Regions from separate parts of the Sus scrofa genome. Here region 1 is linked to region 2. The links are chromatin contacts, called in public Hi-C maps. All regions are on one chromosome and are shown on one strand. The core of a region is the stretch at or near the end of the contact, and the rest is flanking DNA. Distances in the headings are between cores, read along the strand shown. Region 1 holds the start of PSTPIP2 (proline-serine-threonine phosphatase-interacting protein 2). Region 2 overlaps EPG5 (ectopic P granules protein 5 homolog).

Region 1 (6,584 bases), core at 3,051-5,550, 130 kb before region 2:
TTTTTACATGAAAGAGTGTCTGTTCTATTTGGCCAGTACTATGTGCTATCAAGCTTTTTCTTAGGAAACATGTATTAAATTTAGGAGTTTCCGTTGTGGCTTAGTAGTAACAAACCCCATGAGGATGTGGGTTCGATCCCTTGCCTTGCTCAGTGGGTTAAGGATCCAGCATTGCCATGAACTGTGGTGTAGGTCACAGACAAGGCTCAGATCCCGTGTTTCTATAGCTGTGGAAGAGGCCAGCAGCTGCAGCTCTGATTTGATTCCTAGCCTGGAAATTTCCATATACCTAGGGAAGCAAAAGATAAAATTTAGAAAATACTAATGAAATATTAAGTGCTTAATTATGCAAATTTATATTATTGGAAGAGATAATGCCAAAATATTAACAGTGACTTCCTTATATGTACTGATTATTAAATTGCATTATCCCATAATTTTTGCAGTAGTATCATTTAACTTCATTAGTAAAAGGTCCCAAATTTGTTATAGACGTTTGGCTGTAGTGCACATATTACTTGTCTTTTTTTTTAAATGATTTTAATTTTTTTCCATTATAGGTGGTTTAGTGTTCTGTCAATGTTCTACCATACAGCAAGGTCACACATAAATATATGTTCTTTTTTCTCACATTATCATACTACATCATAAATGACTAGATATAGTCCCTAGTGCTATATAGCAGTATCTCATTGCTTATCCATTCCAAAGGCAATAGTTTGCATCTATTAACCCCAAATTCCCAGTCCATCCCACTCTCTCCATTTCCCCCTTGGTCTGTTCTCCATGTCCATGATTTTCTTTTCTGTGGAAAGGTTCATTTGTGCCACATGTTAGATTCCAGATATAAGTGATACCATATGGTATTTGTCTTTCTGACTAACTTCACTTAGTATGAGAGTCTCTAGTTCCATCCATGTTGCTGTAAATGGCATTATTTTGTTCTTTTTTACGGCTGAGTAGTATTGTATTGTGTATATATACACCACATCTTCTTAATCCATTCATATGTTGATGGACCTTTAGGTTGTTTCCATGTCTTGGCTATTGCGAATAGTGCTGCAGTGAACATATGGGTGCATGTATCTTTTTCAAAGAAAGTTTTGCCTGGATATATGCCCAAGAGTGGGATTGCTGGGTCATATGGTAGTTCTATATATAGTTTTCTGAGGTACTGCCATACTGTTTTCCATAGTGGTTGTACCATTTTACATTCCCACCAACAGTGCAGGAGATTTCCCTTTTCTCCACACCCTCTCCAGCATTTGTTATTTGTGGACTTACTATTAATGGTGGCCATTCTGCCAGGTGTGAAGTGGTACTTCATAGTAGTTTTGATTTGCATTTCTCTAATAATCAGTAATGTTGAGCATTTTTTATGTGCTTCTTGGCCATCTGTATATGTTCTTTGGAGAAATGTCTATTCAGGTCTTTTGCCCATTTTTCTTTTCTTTCTTTCTTCTTTTTTTTTTTTTTTTTTTTTTTTTTGTCTTTTTGCCTTTCCTAGGGCCGCTCCCGCAGCATATGGAGGTTCCCAGACTAGGGGTCTAATCGGAGCTGGAGCCACCGGTCTACACCAGAGCCACAGCAACGTGGGATCCCAGCCGTGTCTGCAACCTATACCACAGCTCACGGCAATGCCAGATCCTTAACCCACTGAGCAAGGCCAGGGATGGAACCCACAACATCATGGTTCCTAGTCGGATTCATTAACCACTGTGCCACGACGGGAACTCCCTGCCCATTTTTCAATTGGGTTGTTGGCTTCTTTGCTGTCGAGCTGTATAAATTGTATATTTTAGAGATTAAGCCCTTGTCAGTTTCATCGTTTGAAACTATTTTCTCCCATTCCATAGGTTGTTTTTTTTTTAATGGTTTCCTTTGCTGTGTAAAAGCTTGTCAGTTTGATTAGGTCCCATTGGTTTATTTTTGTTTTTATTTCTTTTACCTTGGGAGACTGACCTGAGAAAATATTTGTAAGCTTTATGTCAGAGTGTTTTGCATATGTTCTCTTCTAGTTTTATGGTGTCTTGTCTTATGTTTCTCTTTAAACTGTTTTGAGTTTATTTTTGTGCATGGTGTGAGGGTGTGTTCCACATATTACTTGTCTTTTTACTAACAACACCTGTCCAGGTGATGAGCTTAGTAAATGAGGAATGAATAAGGAATATTTTCTGGAAGCGTGGACAAACACTTGCAATTTACAATATTACCACCAGGTGGTAGAAGAGAGTTAAAATTCAGGGATCTTTGAGGTCTGAGGCAGGCAAATCAAGCACTATGTACCATGAAAGGTTTTTATTTTTTTGTCTTTTTGCCTTTTCTAGGGCCATACCCACGGCATATGGAGGTTCCCAGGCTAGGGGTCTAATCGGAGCTATAGCCGCCGACCTTCACCAGAGTCCAAGCTGTGTCTGTGACCTATACCACAGCTCAAGGCAACGCTGGATCTTTAACCCACTGAATGAGGCCAGGGATTGAACCTGCAACCTCATGGTTCCTAGTCGGATTCATTAGCCACTGAGCCACTACGGGAACTCCCATGAGAGATTTTTTAAAATGTTAAAAATGAAAACTTAGCAATTAGAATTGTACTTAAAATATTTTTTCCAAGATATTCAAAACTTCCAGGAAAAATCTTGATGCTGTCTGTGGCACTTCCCCAGTTGGCATTATTTCTTACTCCTGCTGTTTAGCTTGTCTTCTTGTGCCCACTGTGGCCTCTGTTGCTTCTGATGGTGCTGCCAGGCTTCCCTTTCTTTCTTCTAACTGGACTGCTTTGCAAGGAGATGAACAACCAGATGAATGGATGTATGTCCTTTGAGTGACCCAGGCAAAGCTGGAGGCTACTTCTCATCTTTGTTGTTGAGGATGACTCTACTGTGGGATTTTACTACAAACAGGGTGGGGCTTGGGGTGAGGGTGAGGGAGTGGGGATTAGGGGTGGTATTACCAGGCAGAACCTTACAGCTGTCCTTCAGACTACCCTGGCAATTGTCTTTTCACTGTGTCTGAAGAAAGCTAGAACCTGGGAAGCAAAACTTGCCTCTGCAGGCCTGAGGTTGTGGGCTGGGCTTGAGCACTCAATTTTTGCACCTTTTTTTTTTGGTCTTTTTAGGGCCGCACCTGTGACATACAGAAGTTCCCAGGTTAGGGGTCGAATCTGAGCTATAGCTGCTGGCCTACACTACAGCCATAGCAATGCCAGATCCCAGTAGTGTCTGTGACCTACTCCACAGCTCTTGACAACTCTAGATCCTTAACCCGCTGAGCAAGATCAGGGATGGAACCCATGTCCTCATGGTTACTAGTTGGGTTCATTACTACTGAGCAACAGCAGGGACTCCTTGGCATTCTTGACTTTCATCCTTCTCTCCTTAAGTGGATCTGTCCCAGGAGTGACCTCTTTGGCTCCTGTCCTGTTTAGAAGGGCAGAGCTGTTCATCTTTTAAATATGCTGTGATCTTGGGCAAGGCAATCAGCCTTTTTGTGCCTCAGTTTTGAATCAGAAAGTATAGCACAGAGCCATACTTGTCCCAGAGTGCCATATTACTACAATGCAGGGATGACTTGCCTTGGATTATGTTTATGAGGGTGTTTATGAGGCAGCGTGGAGGAAGAGGAAAGTTCGGGCTCTTACTGTTGGAGTGGGATTGGTGGAGAATAGTCTTAGGTCTGGATCCTGAGAATGGGGAAAGATCGGGAAGGAGCTGAGTTCCCAGACACCTTGTAAGGATCTCACTGAGGGACCTGGAGTCAAGGGGAAACGGTATCAATGACTTTTCCATGTCTTTTAGACTAAAATGTGCCCAGGGGCTTATCTGTGGCCCCTCAGGGATCCTGCACTTAACTTGCTGAAGCGTGCGTGCACACTTGACGCGGCCGCTGGCATTGTCAGGGCTCAAGCTTCACAGATCCGACGTGGGGACCCCGAGATCACCTGTGATCCGGAAGGGACTCCTTCAACCACCACGCTGAGCCTGGGTTTCTCCGCGAGGAGCTGGGTCGAGGGAAAAGGGGGCTGTGGGCAGGAATGGGGCCTAATTCGGGGAGGCGACAGGACCGATCCTCAAAGGCCTCGCGAAGGAGAGGGATGTAGGACTAACTAACTGATGCCTGACTGCGGAGCTCCAATCTGCGGGCCGCGACTCCATTCCGCTCCGCGCAGCGCTGGGTGCGGGGCGCTGGGTGCGGGGCGCTGGGTGCGGGGCGCTGGGTGCGGGGCGCTGGGTGCGGGGCGCTGGGTGCGGGGCGCTGGGTGCGGGGCGCTGGGTGCGGGGCGGGGCAAGCGGCGGCGGGGGCGTGGCCTAGATCCCTGGTCTGGCAGCGGCGTCCACTGCCTGTGACAGTCCGGTCCCCGCGCGCCTGCTCCGGCTGTACTTGCCCTGCTCCCCGCGCGCCGGCCATGACGGGCTCACTGTTCAAGGGGAATTTTTGGGTAAGTCCGCGGGGCCGGTGGTCCAACGTCGGGCTCGGGAGCCAGGACTCTGAGGGGAACCTTGGCCCCCTGTCAGGTGCTCGCGGGCAGAACCTGAGCGGACGCGCCTCTGCGTCCCCTTTGCCCTGTCCCCAGCCCCTGCACGCCCGCGGGTCCCCAGGCTCCTCTTTGGGCCGCCCGCGCTCCTGGACACGCTGGCTGGGTGTAGCCGAAGCCACCTTAGAGTCGGGACATTCCTCCCGCATATCACTCTTGGGGAAACCGAGACCCAAAAGGAGAAGCCACCCTCCAGGGGAGAGTCGCTGGTGGCCCCCGAGGCTGCGCCGTGAGCGGATTGGGGGCACGTGGGGTGGAGAACCTGGGGTGGGCTTCGCGGGTCTGGTCGACTTTTCCAGGTCCACAGCCTGTCCGGGCCTCGGTAGCGCCTGACTTCCCCCTGCAGACCATAGAGAGATTCTCTAGCAGAAGCTTTGCCGGGTCCTGAAGCCGGGTTTCCTGAGCGCCTCCCGGCCTTTGCCCCCGCGGGTGCGTGTGTGAAACCCTGCGAGCTGGTCAGGGTATCCGAGCCGGAGGATGGAGCCCAGCCAGGAGGCAGCAGGTCCGCCTGCCCTCTCCCTCTGTCCAGCCTCTTCCCTCCTGTCTTCTCACTCCCGAAAGAGTTGGTAACCCCTCATTCGGAGAAACCACCCTCATCCCTTTAAGGCAGAAGCAGGATGTCTCAAGATTGACTTACTGCTGCCACAGGGCCCCATCTCTTTCTTGGGACGCTGCTCGCCCCCTTTTAGCTTCATAGCTGTCCAGCAGGTCTCTGCCCTCTATGGGTGGAGAAACCTGGCCCTGTAGCCTCCAGGACACAGTTTAGACCTTGCCTTATGAGGCCCCTTTTTCTGGAGTTTTTGAGATTCTTCTGGGGCACTGGCCACCTGTAGGGTACAGAGCGGTGGAAGCTTCACAAAGATGATAAACATGGAGTTCCCGTCGTGGTGCAGTGGAAGTGAATCCTAAACCATGAGGTTGCGGGTTTAATCCCTGGCCTGGATCAGTGGGTTCAGAATCCAGCGTTGCCATGAGCCGTGGTGTAGGTCACATGCACGGCTCGGATCTGTTGTTGCTGTGGCTGTGGTGTAGGCTGGCAGCTGTAGCTCCAATTAGACCCCTAGCCTTGAAACCTCCATATGCCCTGGGTGCGGCCGTAAAAGGACAAAAGACAAAAGACAAACAAAACAAAACAAAACAAAAAAAACCCAAAACAACAAACACCCCAAAAACCAACCAACCAAACAAAAATGGTAAACAGCCTGGCAGCTGGCCCCTCCAGAAGGCTTGGGAGTTATTTGTGTAGAATATAGGACTTTGGGGTCCCCTGACTAGGTAACAGGGTGGTGGTGGTGGTGGGGGGGGAAGCAGGGCAGAAAGACCTACCTTTTTCACCTCAAAATGTGACACACAGTTTTCAGGCCTCTGCCTTCTTTAGAGAAGCCTTTCGTGATGGTGCCCCCATAAGCACATGTTCTGTTCTTTCATAGCATTTGTCAGTTTCTGGTTTTGAGATTGGGGGCCTACAAGCATGTGAGCACCTCATGGACAGGTATTGTGCTGGCTTTCAGTGCCCCTGCCCCTTGCTCGGGCTGATGCACAGTGGTTCTCAGCAGATGGTTACAGTGGATTTGTATGGGTGACAGGGCGTGTAATGGGATGAGAGCAGCAGCAGCCTCCACTCTCAGAGGGCTCCCAGGCAGCCCCCACCCCCCAAGTCTTTTCCAAGGGAGACATGAGTCCTAGGTTGGGAGTTAGAAATTGGGTGAAGGTCCAGGGGAGAGACCTTTCTGGGTTTATACTTTTTTCCCCCCTCTTGGCTTTTAATTTCTGAATATATTAGACCCTAAGAGATAGTTTGCAAAGGTATCTTCCATCTCTAATTTCCTGTAATACTTTATGTCAAATAATAAAAAACAATAATAGCTAAATTACTATGTATAAGTCTGTAGCAAACACTGTTCCAAATACTTTGTACATACCACTCATTTATTTCTCACAACTGTTATCTGACTTACATCTCACACCTACCACTGCTTACTGACTATCCTGTTTTAGAGATGAGGAAACCAAGTGGCAGAAGGGTTAAGCAACATTCCCAAGTTTGTAG
Region 2 (6,623 bases), core at 2,254-4,753:
TCCCTGGCCTCGCTCAGTGGGTTGGGGATCTGGCATTGCCATGAGCTGTGGTGTAGGTCACAGACACGGCTTGGATCCCGCATTGCTGTGGCTGTGGTGTAGGCCGGCATCTGTAGCTCTGATTTGACCCCTAGCCTGGGAACTTAAATGTGCCACAGGTTTGGCCCTAAACAGCAAAAAAAAAAAAATTGTTTTTAAGGGGAAAAAAAAGGAAAGGAATTAGGATTTGGAAAATTAGGAAAGATATTAGATGTGTTATGGAGGGAGAAGTTACGTTTCTCAAAGGGGTCGCCTTGGTTACTTTTTCTATGCTCATGCTAGAGTTCTTAGATATGGCTTGGGGTTCTAAGCATACTTACTTGGATTTAACAAACTATAAACTGGGAATAGATTAAAGTACTTGACTTTTATCTATTCACATATAGCCAGGAACATTTGTAATTTGCCAGATAATGAAGAGTGGGTTTGCAGAGAAACCACTTAGGATATTTTTATCCTAGACTCATATATTCATAGGCCTCTGTTAGAAACCCAACCAGTCAGTGGTATATCTTATGTCTGGTTACTCTTTTTTTTTGTCTTTTTGTCCTTTTAGGGCCGCACCCGAGGCATATGGAGGTTCCCAGGCTAGGGGTCAAATCAGAGCTGTAGCCACCAGCCTATGCCAGAGCCACAGCAACACCAGATCCGAGCCGTGTCTGTGACCTACACCACAGCTCATGGCAACTCGAGAGCCTTAACCCAGTGAGCGAGGCCAGGGATCGAACCTGCAAACTCAAGGTTCCTAGTCGGATTAATTTCCACTGCACCATAATGGGAACTCCCCTGGTTATTCTTTTGAAAGAGCACATGTATTTAAGTGATTTCTCTAGACCCCTGGATACATTCATCTTTATAAATAGTAAAACTCCAGGAGTTCCCATCATGGCACAGTGGTTAGCGAACCCGACTAGCATTCATGAAGATGCTAGGTTTGATCCCTGGTCTCGCTCAGTGGGTTAAGGATCTGGCATTGCTGTGAGTTGTGGTGTAGGTCTCAGATGCAGCCAGGATCCCGTGTTGCTGTGGCTCTGGCGGAGGCCGGTGGCTACAGCTCCAATTTGACCCTTATCCTGGGATCCTCCATATGCTGTGGGTAAGGGCCTAAAAAGACAAAAAGACCAAACAAAAAAAAAAAGTAAAACTCTACATCCTTTGTTGTTCAGGTATCAGTGTTACAAAGAGTTGGCTGTCCTGGAGATCACCTCTTCCTTCTAAACCATATTCTTCGATGCCCGGCTGGTGTTAGTAAATGGGCTGTTCCTTTCATCCAGGTATGATGAATAGCCTTCTCATTTTCAGGAGGATGGGGTGGATTTTGTTAAATATTTTTCCTGAAGAAATTGCTTTAAAAAAATAAGCCTACTTAAAAAATACTGATATTTATTATAAAATTATTAGAATATATTAAACATATATTTGTAGGAGTTATTATGCTGTAACTTCTTGGACCACCCAAAATTGATGAAATTAAGATAGGAGTGCAGAAGTCTATTGTAGTCTGACTTCGTGGGTTCAGTAGTATCTAATTTTGTAAAATTTCTGTGCGGGAAGGCTTGCTAGGATTTTTTTCTCTAATACTCAACACAGCGTCCTAAATCAGTTCCATCTCACACTGCAGTTGGTGCAGATAAAAAAGAAACTATGAGGGGAGTTCCTTGGTGCCACAGTGGGTTAAGGATCTGGCATTGTCACTGCTATGGCACGGGTTCTATCCCTGGCCTGGGGAACTTCTGCATACCATAGGTGTGGCAAAAAAAAAAAAAAAAAGAGACCCCCCCCCCCCCCCCGCCAGATCAAAGTTCTTAATACTAGCAGAGATTTCACCTCTGTGATCAGCTCTCATATAATCACCTTAGGCATTGATTATATGGTTTATAGTTTCTCCTCTTTGCTGCTTGCCTTTGGGTTGTATTGTTACTCATAGCAACCCTCAGATGAATGGATAGGAGCCAAATGTATGCCAAGGTCAACTTCATGTTACCTATTCTTTAGTGTTTTTGGTGGCAAGAAGTTTGAATCTTTTTAGTTAGAAGAAAGATTTTTTTTTTAAATCTTTGGATTAAAATAGCAGTATGATCCTCCTTTCTATATTGTGCTAGGTGATTGAGGTAAATGGCTCAGCTTTCTCTACTCCTTGAGTACAGGCCAGTCAGTACTGCCAGGTAGCCCACAAGGTGTTCTCACTTTTGTGGATGAGGTGCCAGTCCCATCTTTGTTTTCTTTTTTCTTTTTCTTTTTTTGTCTTTTGTCCTTTTTTTAGGCCACACCTGCAGTATATGGAGGTTCCCAGGTCTAATCGGAGCTGTTGCCGCTGGCCTACGCCATAGCCACAGCAACACCAGATCCCAGCCGCATCTGAGACCTACACCACAGCTCACGGCAATGCCGGATCCTTAACCCCCTGAGTGAGGACAGGAATTGAACCTGCAACCTCATGGTTCCTAGTTGGATTCATTTCCACTGCACCACGATGGGAACTCTCATCTTTGTTTTCTTAGTAGCTCCTTTTGTCAGAATGCTGGTGAACTAAGACTGTGGATACTTGGATTGTTGGTTTTCTACACTATGCCTTTTCCTTTTCTGATTTCAGATCCGAGTGTTGAATAACCCCTCAGGGGTCTTTCATTTTATGCAGTCCCTTGCCCTGCTAATGTCTCCTGTCAAGTAAGTGTCAAAGAGCTTCGTAAAGTAGAAGTTAAAATGTTCTGTCAAACGATTGACTTCCTAAACTGCCCACATCCCAACAAGTGCTCATGGAAGAGTCAGTATTCTAGAATTTAACACTGAAGATTTTCTTTGGGTTGAATACTCTTTGTCCCAGAATGAACCTATTAACTGCTTATGTGTAAATGAGTCACATTTTTGGGGTTCCCTTTTTTAGTAGATTTGCACTCCTGTCATACATGTCATTGTGGTGCTGTGGGAAGGAAAAAGGGATGACCTTTTCCTTAGAAGGAGAGATTTAGTGGCAGAGGAGAAAAAAAAAAAAAAAGGCATAAAGAGATTCAAGCGCTAAGTTGTCTGAAGCTGCGACTAACCCAGTAGAAATGAAGAGAGTAGAGAGGAGTTGTCAAGGGTTCCAGGTGGGTGAGCTGGGTTTGAAGAGTGGAACCAATTTTGGCGGAAGGAGGGCAGGGAGCAGTGGCCCAGAGTGTGGGAAGGAGCCGTGTGGGGCAGGCAGAAGATCAGCTTGGCTGGAGGGAAAGGGTGTGTGGGGGGAGTGGTAATAAAGCTGAACAACTGGCAAGAGCTGGATTATAGAAGCCCTTGAAATTGAGACACAGATTTGAGATGGTCCGGCCTTTGTAGTAATTGAGGGTTTTGAACAAGGGTAAAAGTTGTCCTTAGGGAAGATTGGGCTGGATTGGAGGCAGAAGAAGATGTGCTTCAGCTTCACGGAAGTACAATTGCAGACGCCTGGCTCTCCCAGCCCTGGAACCCAACCCAGCATGGAGAGGACACATCCTTAAATGGGGGAGAAGGCCACTGTGTCTAGGTGACCTTGAACTGTGTTACTACCACTGGCTCTTGGTCTGGGAAAGCCTCTTTGCCTCTAAGCCTGAAATGGGGTGATGGTCATGGGAAGGAGACTGTGGGGACCTGGAAGGAAAGGATTAAGTAGCTGATTAAATAAGGAAAAGACGGGAAAGGAGTGGCTCAGCCTTAACTCTGTAGCCTCGGAGTCTGTGTGACTGAGAGGGTGTTGGCAGCTCTAACAGACCAAAAAGACAGAAAGGACAGCTGTTAGGGAAGGAGGTAAATTTAGGTCATTGGGGCTTGCAAGTGTGCATAGCTAGTGACAGCTCCCGATGGACACTTGGAGCTACATGGCTGGAGCCAGGCTGGCAGGGCTCTGGAGCAGGGAGTCCCGAGGAGAGCTCCTGGGGAAAGGAGGGAATGGATGAATTTTGGGAGTCAGGCCAGAGAGCAACAGGGTGCTGAGAACCAGGTGGTGATCTCAGAAGAAACTTCTCTCATTATTTGCTTTTGTCAGGTCCAGCCAACACTTTGTGAAAGCCTGGCACCCCCCAGATTCCTCTCTCTAACTGCCAGGAACAGGGCGCTGCTCTTACCCATGGTGTTTAGATGTGCTTTTATTCCCTGAACCAGCTGCTGCATTATCTGGGGGTTATCCTTTTTTATTCAGTAAAGCATGTTTCCTAAACACTTTGTGAGCTGATTAGACTGTGGCCATCCTGTGTGTCCTGAGGCCTCGGCGTGCGGCACTGTGCTAGCATAACCACTTCTCTTTGGCTCCTTGTCATTAGGACTCAGAGTGGCCATGGTCTGTATGCCACAATTAGTGAAGCGTGGGTCTCCTTGAGTTTTAGCCGCTTTCTATTTCTTGTTTACTAACTCAAACCTTTTGAAAATCAGGTTGATGTCTGACTCTTCTTCACGGTGAGTAGATGATCTATTGGGCTTTCTATGTTTATATTTTGATTGGAGTGATTTTCCCTGTCCTGTAGAAACCGAGCAGAATTTCTGTGCCACATGAAGCCCAGTGAGCGGAAGCCATCCTCCTCAGGGCCTGCGTCAGGGACGTGGACACTAGTAGACGAGGGAGGAGAAGAGGTGAGGTGTCATGTTTGCAGCATTTAGATGCATCATGTCTGAACTCCTCTTTTTATGTGCCAAATATTGCTCTAAGCACTTTTCACATATCAGCCCTTTTTTTTTTTTAATTCTTGGCAGCCCCACAAGATGAGTACTGTTGTCACCCCCATTTTAGAGATGAGGAAACAGGTGTGAGGCAGGGGTGAGGGACTTTGTCCCACATCACATGGTCATTAAATGTGGAGCCTCTGGAACCTGTGCTCTGAGCCTGTGTTGATGCCGCTGCCCTTCTCTAGTCTGTCTCCCTGTGCAGCTGGGAGAGTTTGGAACCTGGAAGTATTTACATATTGTGCACACTTTCTATTAAGATTTCCTTTTACGTAGGTATAATTTTTGGGACTTGAGGTCTAATCTTCAAATTCTCTCAAGTCTAAAGAGCTGGAGCTTACAAGGTTCTGCCTTAATGCTTACAAACGTCTCTTCTAGATCTTCTCATTTGGAAGATAGAAGATAAATTTCTATTTTCTATTCTTCCAAGGCCGAGGGGACAGAAGGCACTGTGGATGTCCATGTCAGTGGATCTTGATACTGGCCGTCTATTAGAACCACCTGGGCAACTTAAAAACCTTGCTTGGGCTCACAACCAGACATCCAAATGTTTAAGAGCCTCCCTGGTGCTTCTCATATACAGCTGGAGCTGGGAACTATTGCCCTACTAGTAGGGATCTCTGAGGCCCTTGTTTGTTAGCCATTTAGGTCATGTAAGAGGTAAAAATGAGTGGCTTCAGGAAATTATGAGTGAATTGCACTAGTCCTTTGTTGAAGTTGAGGTGATAATTAATTCGGGATCTCCGTATCTTTTTACAGTATTCCCTTTTGAATGTGGCATATCTTAGGACACAAATCAGTTTGCTTTCTAAGAAGACTACAGTGCTCTGTATCAAACAAAAATCTCCAGCTCTTTCCCCTGTGTATGACTGCTGTTACGTTTTTTCTTTTTTCAGTGCCACTAATTGACAACAAAACTTCAGTTAACCATAGCAAATGCCAATTGCTTCTTGATAAGTCAGTTGAGTACTGCAGTAGACCTTAATTTGGGGCAAGAAGAGACTTGTACCTAGAATAACATGGACTCTAATGCATGGTTCTTTAATAGATGTTGTCAAAGCACTGAGCTTTATGTAATGAGATCTCTATTCTAGGAGAATTTTTTCATCTTTTTTGGGATAGAAATTTAATGACAGCAGTTTTAGCCACTGAAGAGTGGATATGACTCAGATGCACATAAAACTGTGCTTGCAATTTCAGGGGATTTATGGGTCATCAAATGAGACTGATGGTATAAATCTCTGTCCTGGAGGCGAAACCCATGAGAACTCATGAGAATACCAGGTTGAGACCTATGATATTTGGCTCCTGCACCTCTAGACCATGGTGTCATGTGATCACATCAGCTGACGTGATTCTGCATCTTTTCCCTTAGGACGAAGACCCCGAGACCAGTTGGATTCTCCTTAATGAAGATGACTTGGTTATTCTTTTATCACAGTTTCCATTTCATGACCTCTTTCAGCATCTTCTTGGGTTCAAAGCAAAAGGTAGACTGTTTTCTTTGGTCATGTGTAGAGTGTGGTGGGGCAAGCGCAAATACAGACACTAAGCATCAAGTCTTCCGCTTCCTGCGGGCCTCTGATTCAGGTCCCCTTGCCTGGCCATACTGTATGGAGACTCACATCACCTCAGTGAGGCTTCCTTCCTTTCTCTTATGATTGTAGTTTCCTGTCTGGTGCTTAAATGCCAAAAGGTTGATGAGCTTGCACATCTCCTAGCTGTCCTAAATTGTTTTAATTTTGCACTTTGTCTCAAGTTTCCCATTGCACATTGACCTAGGAACCAGAGCAGTGGGGATTCTCCATCTTGGCTTTGTTTCCTCATTAAAGTATTGACATCCAATACTTGCAGTGTTTTTCCATGGTCAATATAATTTTTTTTCTTTTAACTTCTAGGTGATTATTTACCTGAAA

Evidence for each region. Hi-C and Micro-C count contacts between places; a contact is called where the count stands out from the background.
Region 1: a contact with region 2 is called in a Hi-C map of skeletal muscle, with 5 times the contacts expected there. The contact joins the promoter of PSTPIP2 here to the enhancer-like site in region 2. A contact is called at or near these places in 1 of 5 promoter capture datasets (fetal skeletal muscle), 26 of 47 Hi-C or Micro-C datasets (alveolar macrophages, blood, brain and 13 more) and 2 of 2 datasets of contacts at active chromatin or transcription factors (alveolar macrophages and skeletal muscle).

The regions. Positions count from the first base shown.
Region 1 is chr1:95,725,543-95,732,126 of Sscrofa11.1, reverse strand. It overlaps PSTPIP2 (proline-serine-threonine phosphatase-interacting protein 2), which reads left to right and starts at 4,300. Exons shown (of 14, transcript XM_021092533.1): 1 at 4,300-4,438. The coding sequence starts at 4,406.
Region 2 is chr1:95,590,746-95,597,368 of Sscrofa11.1, reverse strand. EPG5 (ectopic P granules protein 5 homolog) reads left to right here. Exons shown (of 44, transcript XM_021092525.1): 5 at 1,206-1,313; 6 at 2,633-2,706; 7 at 4,512-4,617; 8 at 6,083-6,197; 9 at 6,606-6,623. Among named protein-coding and RNA genes, the nearest start is that of EPG5, 23 kb to the left of the region's middle. Within about 2 kb of position 3,503, at least 2 of the 83 cell types and tissues checked have an H3K27ac peak or open chromatin away from gene starts, as enhancers often do. A contact at or near this core is called in fetal skeletal muscle and skeletal muscle, where this site is marked.